2 separate regions of the Larimichthys crocea genome follow, and region 2 is linked to region 1. The links are chromatin contacts, called in public Hi-C maps. All regions are on one chromosome and are shown on one strand. Each heading gives the region's core, a stretch centred on a gene start, on an enhancer-like site or on the middle of the called end of the contact. The rest is flanking DNA. Distances are from core to core; before and after follow the strand shown. Region 1 holds the start of LOC104925524 (capping actin protein of muscle Z-line subunit alpha 2). Region 2 holds the start of tes (testis derived transcript (3 LIM domains)).

Region 1 (6,063 bases), core at 1,359-3,858:
TGGAATGGCAAAGTGACGCTGACAGCAACAGGACACAAATTTCCCAACCCCCTGGGAGACATTTAGGAAGATTTCACTGAGACAAACTATTTACTGTGTTCCACGCAGACCCAGTCCTCCCATCAAAAACAGTGTCTCCAAGCGTCTTCTTCCAAAATAGATTAAACAGCCATCACAGTAATGTCAGATCATAGTAATTCAGGAGCAACTTCACAGATTTGCCATTCAACGTGGGAAAGTACCATCGGCTGCTGGGAGGTTCTGGCTGCGGCTGATCGTTTGTTTCTGGCAGGTCACCAAACATCATTTGGAGTTTGGCTTTTATTCTACAAATTATGACTGTCACTGCGTTAGGCAGGTGAAAATGCTCATTTCCTCCCTCTGAGCAGCACAACACAGGCTGAGGGGCTGGAGCAGATGGCCGACTGCTCTGAGCTAATGCGCCGGAGAGACGGCCTTCGAAAGTACAACATGCAACTGCGGTGTTTGCGCGGAACTGCTCTGCTTTTAACAGTGCAACACACAGCGGATGGATGCAAGATGCAACCCACTTGGCCACACACCAATCATATTCAGAGAAGGAAATGAACAACTTCCACCAGCTATATACTGCACATTGGCTGTGTCTGCTTCTCTACCAGTCGGTCTGGCAAGCGGCCAACCACCAATTCTTTCAGTTCTACAAAATCAAACTGTCTGAAACGAGTTCCTATCCTCCTCACAGCAGCTACATCTGAATCTGTACACCGTTTGACCCCAGCTTCACATCATAAGCACATACCTGAAGTGGAGCCTGACATATAACAAAGTCCAAAGTGGCTATAGTCACCTACACACCCTAGCCCTGTGATAAAATGCTTAGCTAACAGTTGATGTCTGTGTGTTGATGAGCATGACGCAGTCACACCCGCGGGTCAATGAGCTGCCCAAACTCTAAAAAACTTCTGACTCAGACGCCTGTGGAACAGAACAAAATAAACCCAGGCCTTGTTCTAACTCTGAATGGTCCATTACATAACGAGCGAAGAGTTTACAACCGTTTAGAAGGAAGAGTCCTCTTCGTGGTTTAACGGTGATAATAACAAGCTCGGTAGGAATTCTGACTAGGCGAGGTAAGGTCATGGGAACACGTGTACACATGCCTCCATGTATGCAAACCCATCAATAATGATTGACGCGGCCACGGCTTGTTTTTAGGAGATCAACACCTATTTTTGAATTTAACTGTCTGACACACATAAGCCTGGCAGAGATGCTTAAAGTTTGCAGTAAAAAAAAAAAAAGTGTTACATTTACACCGACTAAAACTATTGTAAGCATTACATTCTTAGCATATCCACCAACTGACTGAAACTTCAATGATCAAATGATCAATTAACTTGATTACTGGTTTGAAGCATTAGTGCTTCGAGCAGCAGTTATCCAATTGATCTGCCTCTCTCAAATCTGCTTTCCAGAGGCACACAGAGCTGAGCAGATACTGGACTGTGAAACAGATCTACGGTTAGGAAATAACTGAAACCGAGCAGATCCTTAAAATAAAAGCACAAGCTGGGAGTCATGCAGACAGTTCAGACACACACTGTTCAACTCTGTTTCGGTGTGTGTGTGTGTGTGTGTGTGTAGTCATTTAAGGCAATGAGACACTAGAAGGTGTGTACTGGGGGTATAAAACCGGCTTACAGTATGAACCTGACTACCTTATTTGCATAACAGTGTTGTGATCATACCGTCTGAAACATGATCAATGTTGGTGTGAGGTGTTTAAATGGATAAAGCACGTCTGAACACAGATTCAGGTTATGATCGCTCAGTGTTGCGTTACATGTTGGGTCGTTTCCCTCACGTCGTAGAGCCCATATCTTTTTACTTAGTGAAGCGCTACAGTACAGTTTGCGAGCTAGCCTGCAGAAAGCCAAAGGTTGACGGTCATGGGGCGAATTAAAAGCATGCATATAATATTCAAGACAACCCGCCACTTTGGACATGTTTGTGTAAGGACAGGAGAGCGGTGTGAAACTGCGAAAAGGGCGTGTTGGTGAAGTCGAGCTATGTTAGCAGCTATGCTAAACTAACTAGCTAGCGATGTTTGGTGGACGAAAACTTCCCCAACACGAGCGACCAGAGAGCCGGGGGACAGACAACACGTCCACGGCACGGACACGGTGTGGAGGGGGGGTAAGCTTAGGTCGATTTATAATATGTACACTGTTCCTATTTTCAGTCAGGACCGTACAAGGAGCCTCCGTTTGAGATTCGCAAATGAGCGGAAGTTGAGCTAAAAATAATAAGAGCAGAAGCAGCAGCGGCTGTGCTCAGGCCTCGGCTTTGCTCCTAAAGTCATCCCGCCGGCCGAGGCCGGGATGCACGGAGACACCGACTCTAATAGGACTCGAAAATTCGAGAGCAAGCGCCCCGAGCTGGGCTTAATCAATGATTAAATTCGGTATCTTACCTTTTCCTCTTCGGATAGCTGCTCCTGCTCATGATCCGCCATCTTTTCTTCCGGCACCACCAGCTTGTCAGAGCCCCGTGACGTCACCACATGGGTGGATTCCCAGCTCGGCTGAGCTCCGTGTTCAGAGCTCTGATTGATGCTCCGTCACTGACTCTGACTCCGTCACTCACTCTGACTCCGTCACTCACTCTGACTCTGGTCCACTGCAAGCACAGGCATTTATTTAAAGTCATTTCTAGTTTCTAGTTTCATTTTCTCAAAACTAATTGTTATAAAAATCAGGGTTACACAGCTAGTTAGATGTTTTAACTTATACAATGTTTGTTCTTATATTACATGTCTTGAAGGCACTTCCCTTTATTGCTGTTTTCCTGAGACTGGCAGGGTAAGGTAAGGTTCAGGTTAATGTATGAATAGAGGGATTTCAGAACAGAATGAGGCCTAGGGACAGGTCAGAGAGGTGACATTTAGATTGGGGACATACTGGCTACTCATTAGGTGATATGTTGAAGAAAGTTGTTTAAATGCATTATATGCAAATTGTCTGTTAACAATTTACAGGGGTTGAGACAGCCCATCTTCAAGAAAATGTATAAGAACCAACTGTTAACGCTCCTCAGTGAGCCTTTTCTCCATAACCCCTTTAGTGTGTTGCACTGTGAAACGCTCCTCTTGTACAAGAACAATAAATTCAACTTAAACTTTGATGCTTTGAATCCGATCCTCCTTATTTAAGGGTTTTTCTTTAAAATTCCCGTAACACTAATCTGTGTATACATGTATGTATTATTGCTACTTAGAGTCATTCAAATCCCACCCATTATCCTGATTTCTATTATTACTACAAATGACTATATATTATTATTATTATTATTATTTGTCTTTTGTTTACTACATACCCACCAACCTGAACTCATGTTATATTCATCACTTTATTTTTGTTTTTATCTCATTTCTGACAGTGACTGTTTATGTATTCCTGCACTTGTAACCAGGGGCGCCACCAGGAATTTTGGGCCCCATGACAAAAAAATCTAATTGGGCCCCCTCTGTGCAGCTGCTGTCACCACATCTCTAGGACCTAACTATCCCATCAAAAGCTTACATAACTCTAATTAAAGGCTTGCAACTGTTTTGGGTCTTGTAGTTCAATACTAGTACTAGCACAATATTTACTGCTGGTGATTTGTTCATGCATGCAAGTCTGCATACAGTATGCAGTGCAGTTCACTATTTGATGCAAGATTAAAAGACACCATAAATTTTCATTTAACCTTTACTGCCCAAAACACGTAAAAACAAAGAGTTAATTAATTTCATTAGTATATTTGAAATATATATATATGGTTTAATCATTTTATATTGGTGGTGGTGGGCCCTTGGAATTGTCCTAACTTTTCCCCCCTATACGGCGCCCCTGCTTGTAACTTGTTTGGTCACCACTTTATTGCACAATTGAAAATAAATAAACAATTTAAACCGAGGTATTTGCATAATTCAGTAACTAATTTGAACATGTATATATATATATATTGAAAAAAACTGCACCATTGGTTTTGCACTAACTAACTTTAATTTATGTACACTAGTCTAGTCTCTGTTTTTTGGGGTTGCTGTATGGCAAAGTCTTCCTCATGGTACAACTTATAGATATAAAACAAAGAACACTTTTGTCTATGCTTCGCATTTGTAGTACTCAGTGAGTTTATTGTATAGAGTGACGTGAGTGGGCAAATAGAGGTACAGAGCATGTAGGGTTCCAATCCTTCATATTAGCATGTTTTCTTATTCTGCTTATTTATTTATTATCTCTTTATAATTGGTGTTTTTGCTCAGAATTTCATTTTACAGTGAACTGTGACATGACAATAAAGAGATCTTGAATCTTGAATCAGATGTAATTGAAAAAAAGCATATGTCTTCCAAACAACAAAGAAAATTTGATCATCATCATCAGAAAATTCTGGGAAAGCCCTGTGGTTACCCAGAAATGCTGTCACACTGTGTATGACATGTTTTTAAACACTAGATGGCGAGCTAAGACTGATTTCTAGACCCAACTGTTTTTTTTTTAAAGACTCATCTGCTTGTAAGAGGACACCCATGGTCTTTCACACTGCAAGAAAAAAAAAGATAACATGAAACTTAACTCTCAATAAAAAAAAAACAAAAAAAACACAGAGACGGGTGACATGCAGAGATGGGTAAGAGAGAGAGGTTCGTTAAATATTATCACAGATGGTGAACTAATAAGTGGAAGAAAGTCTGGTTGAAAGGATTCTTTTTGTCACTGAAGTTTTGTTCATTGCTCCTTCCTGATCCATACAGTATAACACATCTACATGTGCAGAAACACACAAATCTTGTTTTAATGTCGTTGGATGTTAGTCAGTATTCTCTGCCTTCAAATCCTTTACTTCAGTAAAAGTACTAATACCTCAATGAATAAAACACAAGTAAAAAAAATCTGTGTACTTTACTTACTTGGTAAAAGTCATGTAATGAAATGCACGTAGTGAAATAAAATGATGAAGTTATATAAAATAGAAACAATGAATTCATTATATTAATTGCCCGCCACTTTGGACTGCTCCAATAACAGTTGAGAAAGCCTCGGTGAAACATCAGTGTTAGATATGCTGTGTGTGTGTGTGTGTGTGTGTGTGTGTGGCTGAATATAGCAAAGCACTACCTAACTAATGATTGATATAGATTAGTTATCTAGATAGTTAGCATTTTGATAACAGTGGATACGTTAAGGTGACTGTGGTATGTGTGTATGTGTATGTGTATGTGTGTATGTATGTGGTTTTCTTTTCAACATAGACCAGCTAGCACATAGTGTATCTATGAACAAGAAGGGACAAAGTTGACAGAGGCTTGCTCAGCTGTTATTGGAGCACAGAGCAAAGTCAGAGCAAAGGATTTAGGAAGGGTCAATTCGCTTGTTACCTGAGCTGAATTCTTTCAAGCTACAACTCAGGGTGTTTTGGAGTCCAGACTACGGAGCTAAATACAAGACAGTGCTGTAAAACAGTAACCTTTTAGTGAAAGCTTTCCTATTAGACTGTTCGCCTCTACTGTAACTTTACAACGCCTACAGCCATATCACAACAACAGGTAGATTTGTGAGGTAACTGTTAAGCCTCCATTTAGCCACAAAATGAGCACTTCAAACTAAACTACTGCCTCACGGCTTAGTTCTTCCCCAATGCCTTGCCCTTTCCTGATTCCTTCAAGACTGTAATTTATACCTTCTTTGAGAAGACTCCATGTGCGTGTGATGCCTAGCAGTAGCTCAGTGTTTGTTTAGGTGGGGTCACTTCAGTACTCATGTTGCCACTGTATTATACCACCACAGCGTAACAGCAGTGAAATGAGGTTCATATGTCTTAGGTTCTATGTCTTACAACAATCCTGTCATTCCGTCACCTTCTCTCTCATCCACGACTCTGCTCATATACCATGATTGTACCCATCATTACAGATATACGGCACTCAATCTGTCTGACACATTTCCAATCATTTTCAGAGCTATTTATTTGATGCCTTACTCTGTTCATGTAGTTTCAGACAAGTCCCATCAAATACAGGTCTAAGCAGTC
Region 2 (5,922 bases), core at 1,589-4,088, 180 kb after region 1:
AGAATAAAAGTGGAAAATACATCAGTCAGTCTAAGTGAAGTTGTACGTGAAACTTGTGATTCTTATACTTTCATTCTTGCCCTGCCTTACAGTATTTTGTATTGTGGAATTGCTTGAAAAGTTTATGATCTGTCAAATTTAAAGAATCTGTTGTGTTCATTTTAAGGCACTCTGGATGAAAGCATCAGCCCAACACCTCAAAAGCAAGTGTCGGGACTTAAAGCAAGCCGAGTGAAGTTCACTCCTTGTGGGAGTCTAAACATTTGTCTCAGGCACAGTGAGGATGACCGGAAATTTTTGGCTGAGGTCACTCAGCGTGCGTCGCTTTTCCCTGGAACACACACTTAACGGTTGATGTTGATCGACGGCTCTGTATCGTGACGAAGCCTGCAGGGTGATTCATTCGTATGACAACACACTGGGAAGACATAAACTACAGGCAGTGTTTGGGCCCGATGAATCATATTCATGAGTCATTTGGCCTGCAGCAGGTCTGAGCTGCAGACTGGTAGCAGTTGTATGAAAAGTAGTCACTGGAGCCATGTTAATATCTGAGGCCACCTGCTCTCGGACCGTGACACTGCGTTTCTGGAATATCAATAAAAAGCCAAAGAGACACACAAAACTTCTATTTTTTTGAGGGTGGAGTGAAGAATAGCTGCTTGTCATTCCATAAGAGAGAAATCTAAAATGTATTTGAGCAATCTTGTGTCGTCTCTGTTTCAAACGTTTCCCCCAAACAACTTCAACGACCACTGGAGTGTTTAGAGTAGAGCATGACTCAAGAAGAGGTCAGAGCCACAGAAACAACTTAACAAAATTGCAGTGACGACGATTTCCCAGCCTGTTCACAGTGCGCTCATAGTCACAGTGCATTACCTCAGCTGGCTTCTTGGACGACTGCATGTGCTTAATTGAGCAGAACATTACCTAAACACACAGGTTACATTTAATTGAAATGAGCAGTTACAGTTTGGCAGTAGACTGAAGCGCTCCCTGTGACCTGCAGCTGCTGAAGACTGATCTCTTTGGGGGGATTAAAAGCAGATGTCAGACTGGGTCTGTCTGGGTCGTCCAGCTGCTCAGACCCACTTTTCAGCAGCGGCTTATATACTGCACAAACCAGCTTCCTGTGCTTAAATGGAGTTGACTTTGTTAAGTCTCACTGACCAGCAACTGGCAGATAGGTCTGCAGACACGTGGATACATTTATCTTTATTACAGGCTGCAAACAACGAATCGAACAAGACCTACTAGAGCGGTACACATTGTGGGTTGCAAACTATCCATTAGTCTGATGCCACACATGCAGTGTCGGCATTATGCCATGCTGCACAAAGTTTTAACTGACAGTTTGTCTCTGAAGTAAGAATCACTGTTTTATATGGATTTTGCTGGAAACATACTGGTGCTTGACATGATTCGAACTTTATTTTAAAGTTACTTGTGAAGGCGACCGAAGCCAAAGCAGTGACAAGCTTACAGAGTGATTCATTCTGCTACACACATGACATCACACAAACCAGCTTTTACCCCTGCAGCGATCTGTACCGCCCTTCTACCGCTGCAGCCATCTGCAAGGATCCAGTGACATACAGATCAGGTGTGTTAACAGTAGTGATGGATTAAACGCCTTAAAAATGGCCCTCAGGCCACCAAAAGAGAGCTCCTAAAGCTTTTTGTAAACTACTCATTTTAAGTTTAACTCCGGTTTACACATTGCAGATACTGATGAAAAGGCTTTGGACGGAGCTGCACATGATTACAGACCAAGACAATTCCAACCATGTGTAAATATCCAATTAGTTACACTGTGATTATCCCTGACTAAACAGAGGGAATCCAATGTATGCAACATGTGCCCAGCATCCATGCGCTTCTGAAATAAACTCTCTGATCCTAAATAAACAACCATTGGACTGACTCTGTACAATATTCTACATGTAATCCTGTTCAGACCCCCAGTTTAACATTTTAAATCACATGGCAGACTTTTCCTCCTCCCTTGTATAACCGAAGGGTTATTATAAGCTTATCAATTTTAAATCTTCTTGCTTAGATATTAAATTACATAAAGAGGAATACATAACGTAATATCCTATAAGCAATATTGAGAGGCAGCAAGCAGCAGTACTTGTTCTTTTAAACTACTTTGCATTTCAGCCCTCAAAATAAATACTAAAACATCACTGTTACATAAAGTATGACTATGTTTTGAATAATATCATGCTGATTTTTGCAATATACTCTACTGCGTTGGTGAATAATTGCTAATATCTTATGGAGAGTGTGAGTTTGTTGCTCAGCAGGCTGACACTGTGTTGTCCTGTTGGTCCTTTCACCTAAAGGGAAGTAACCCTGCTAAGAGCAGCACCGTGCTGTGAGACACTTTAGAGACATGTCTGTCCACGAGCTACCGTTGTTACGTTACGTAGTTATTTGTGTCATTTAATACAAATGTTATCAATAAAAAAGGCAAAAGTTTTATTCTGTTACAGGCTCGAAATGAAAGCAGAAAAGCGAACACGAAACTCAGCCGATGTTACTGGGAGATTTCTCGCCACCTGCCCAGTGTTCGGCACACCTTTTCAGGGCGTGCCCCGGTCAGTCAGACACCGAGCAGACCACGGGAGCAGGGAAAGCTTACCTTCTTTACTTCCTTCTCTATCTCCATTTTGTGTCTGTCGGTGGGGAGTTTACTCGGTCCAGACGAAGCGAACTAAACCAGCTGTCAACACCGAAAACTGAGAGGAGACGGACGCCAGAGATAACACAACAACCCCGGCGCACTCCCCGCTTTCTCTCCGGAGGTCCTGCTCGCCACCGCTGTCAAATTAAACAGAATGAATCAAATGGTTTCCGGTTAGATGTTTCAAAATAAAACCTTTGTGCTTTACCGTCGGTGTAACTGAATTAACAAATAGATTGTAAATAAAAAGTGTTAAAAATACAAAATATTATTAGATAAAGGTCGAATTAAATTTATAAAAAAAATATCTAAAAGGGTAAATATGCTTTAGAAATAGGTGACAAGAAAGGGGACCACTTACAGGGAGGTGAACATGTGCTTGTAGTCATAGTAACTGGTAAGCTGTTGTTTAGTTTACATTATGACACAAAAGTTGCCACAATTCGTGTCACAAGAACATGTCATAACAACATCATTACAGCCAGACATGGTGCTGTCATCACTCTTGACAAAACAAGTGGTCCCTATAGAACTGACCGAATCGAAGAGGTTTCAGAACCACTATATGGTGGATCAGTGCTGGAAGGCTCGCCGTGAGCCCGTTAAAGTGGTGTTGTTCATTATGCATGGTCTACACCTTTCTTGACATTTACGTGGCTGCAAAAAGGAAAGCCATCGAGTCCACCATGGAGGCTTTAGACCAGGCGGAGTCCCACATGGGCACAAACCAGGGCCTGATCAACCCTGGATGGGTCGCCTGGGTTTAGGGTATCTTATGTGGAAAGACCCAAAACACAAGATGACCCCTGGAAACATCACTGATTATATGTCCTGGTGCACCATAGCATTCAAATCATAAAATAAATAACACTAAAGCTGACATCAGACATTGGTTAATGACGATTCAAAGTCTGGTGAAGCTGTTCTGTTGCAACATTTTGTTTTTGCATTTAATTTTGAAGGTACACTTTCCTTATTTCCGGGGAAATATTTACGTCCTCTCTCGAGCTTGACTCGTCTTTGAGTTTGGAGGTCCTGTTCACTTTTCATTGATTTTCAAGAGGGGACTTCCGCTATGATGGAGCTTCATATTGACCAATAAGAACAGAGAAATCCGGCAGTAAAGCGTAGGAGGACCAATCAGACAGCAGCAGGGGCGTGTTCTTGCGATAACAAAGGACATGATGGCATTTTGACAGATTCAACCCACTGTAGTGCTCATTGTAAAACAGCTAGTTTACTTTTTATTGCTCTTATCATGGTGTGGTGAGTTTGCTTAAAGGCACATAAAAAGTCAAAATAAAAGACATGTCAGTATTGGAATAAGCATTGGACTCACACACACAGAGACACAAACCACACACCACAGCTGGATAGTTTTGTGATCTGATGTTTCGCCAGTCAAACAGCTGCATTGTTGCATCTGTGACAGGAAATGATGTGGTTAGCAACTTCCTCTGTGAACTGCTGTTAGCCTTGTCATAGGAAACACTGTCACACCCTGACGGGTCAGACTGTGGATTGTGTTATTTGTCAGGATCTGAGTTTGAGCGTAGATTCTGTTCTGCAGCCTCGCTGTGATGTCTGATCTGTGCTGTTTGGTATGAACATCTGTAACCAAAGAACTTCCTTTGGTGTTTTAGTAGTCTATAAACTTTCAGGCAGATGTTTTCCCCCATTTCCAGAGATGTTGTCATTCCGTCTGCAGTATCCAAAACTTTATGATGTTTGATAAATGATGCTGCGACTTAAAGCCTTCATTGTTTAGAAAGTCTGTCTGAAAATGTCACCTCATGTGACCCTGAGCAAGAATATCTGGATTTAGAAAATGACAGATAAATCAATGATATGATGCCTAAAAATAAACCCACCTTATCAGCTTGAGTCACAAAGTGTGGCTGCAGCAGTGTGAGTGTATGAACTGAATCTCAATGACACTATGGACTGCTATCATTAAACCCTAAGTCTGTGCAGTCTGGAAGTGTCTTGACACGCTGCAGGTAAAAACTGTGTTTTTGTTCATATTTGGGCTATTTTGCTTCCGTGTAGGTGTTTATTTTACTACCTTTTGTCTTCATGTAAGCAGCTGAGCAGGTTTCATGTTGATATCTATTAGTCAAACGTATTCATCTGCAGTTTCTAAAGTCTATTTACTCAAAATGAGTTTTTTCTCAAACTCTGATCCAGAAATCTCCACTTCAGTAATACATACATCAAACCTTCCAGTTTTATTTCTATCTATATTCTGAAACCTTTTACAGAGTGGTTTGTTTAAATATCATTCACAGCTTGATTTATACAATATTTTATTCCTAAAAACAAGATGAAAATGTATTTTTTTAATGGTTTTTGACAGTACTTTTTAGTGATTAAAGAAAGGTATCCAAAATTCCTTCTTTAAAAACGTTGGACTGTAACATGTCAACAAAAAGAAACAAGAATATTGAAAAGGTATAATCTGTACTTTTAAAGTAATAACTATATTATATCAAGTTGTCTCCATATGTGCTGATGGAAATGTGAAATGAGCTGTCATCTGACAGTGCTATATTTTGGCTCTACTCTGTGGGTGGCACTTTAAGGTAGATCTGAAAATCCACCTGCCATCGTGGACAAAGCATCAACTACAAGGGTTCACGTCACATCTCCTACAACCACGTTTCCTTTAGCTATGGCCACAATCTTTCCCCACTATTACCAAAAAAATAGTGCACATACTTTTTGTCCTTTAGATGGGGTCAAAAGATCGACACAACTCTCCAGTCTCCATTTTGGAGTGTACTGATCAAGTCCTGTGGGTTGAGTGATGAATCTAAACCTGGTAGCAACATGTAAAACTGTCTAATAATAATATTAATTACTAAAAATTTCTACATCACTTCTACATCACAGCTTCAGTCAGTACTCTTTGCTTATATCCTGCAGATCTCCATGCTGGTGTAAGCCTGCAGAATCAAAATCACCATATGCTTCCAAACAATGCACAATGCTGTATATTATGCTAACACATGAACCAATGTTAGTTAACTGGCTGGCTTGCATATAGGCGGCAGGGTTAGGGAGAATTAGTTTTTTGTTTGTCACTTAAAATGTCTGTGAATGTCCCTGAACAACAAAAAGGCATGCACTGCATCTTCAAAGAGTAACTGTGGTCACTGTCAAGCTGGACCAAATTTACTCCCATTCTTCACCCAACTAGATAGTGTTAAGTCAAGATCAGCGTTGACTTTAGA

The links. Hi-C and Micro-C count contacts between places; a contact is called where the count stands out from the background.
Region 2: a contact with region 1 is called in a Hi-C map of muscle, with 2.7 times the contacts expected there. The contact joins the promoter of tes here to the promoter of LOC104925524 in region 1. A contact is called at or near these places in 4 of 7 Hi-C or Micro-C datasets (all in muscle).

Annotation. Positions count from the first base shown.
Region 1 is chrX:21,206,952-21,213,014 of L_crocea_2.0, forward strand. It overlaps LOC104925524 (capping actin protein of muscle Z-line subunit alpha 2), which reads right to left and starts at 2,609. Exons shown (of 10, transcript XM_019261500.2): 1 at 2,456-2,609. The coding sequence starts at 2,497.
Region 2 is chrX:21,391,379-21,397,300 of L_crocea_2.0, forward strand. It overlaps tes (testis derived transcript (3 LIM domains)), which reads right to left and starts at 2,839. Exons shown (of 7, transcript XM_019261502.2): 1 at 2,648-2,839. The coding sequence starts at 2,674.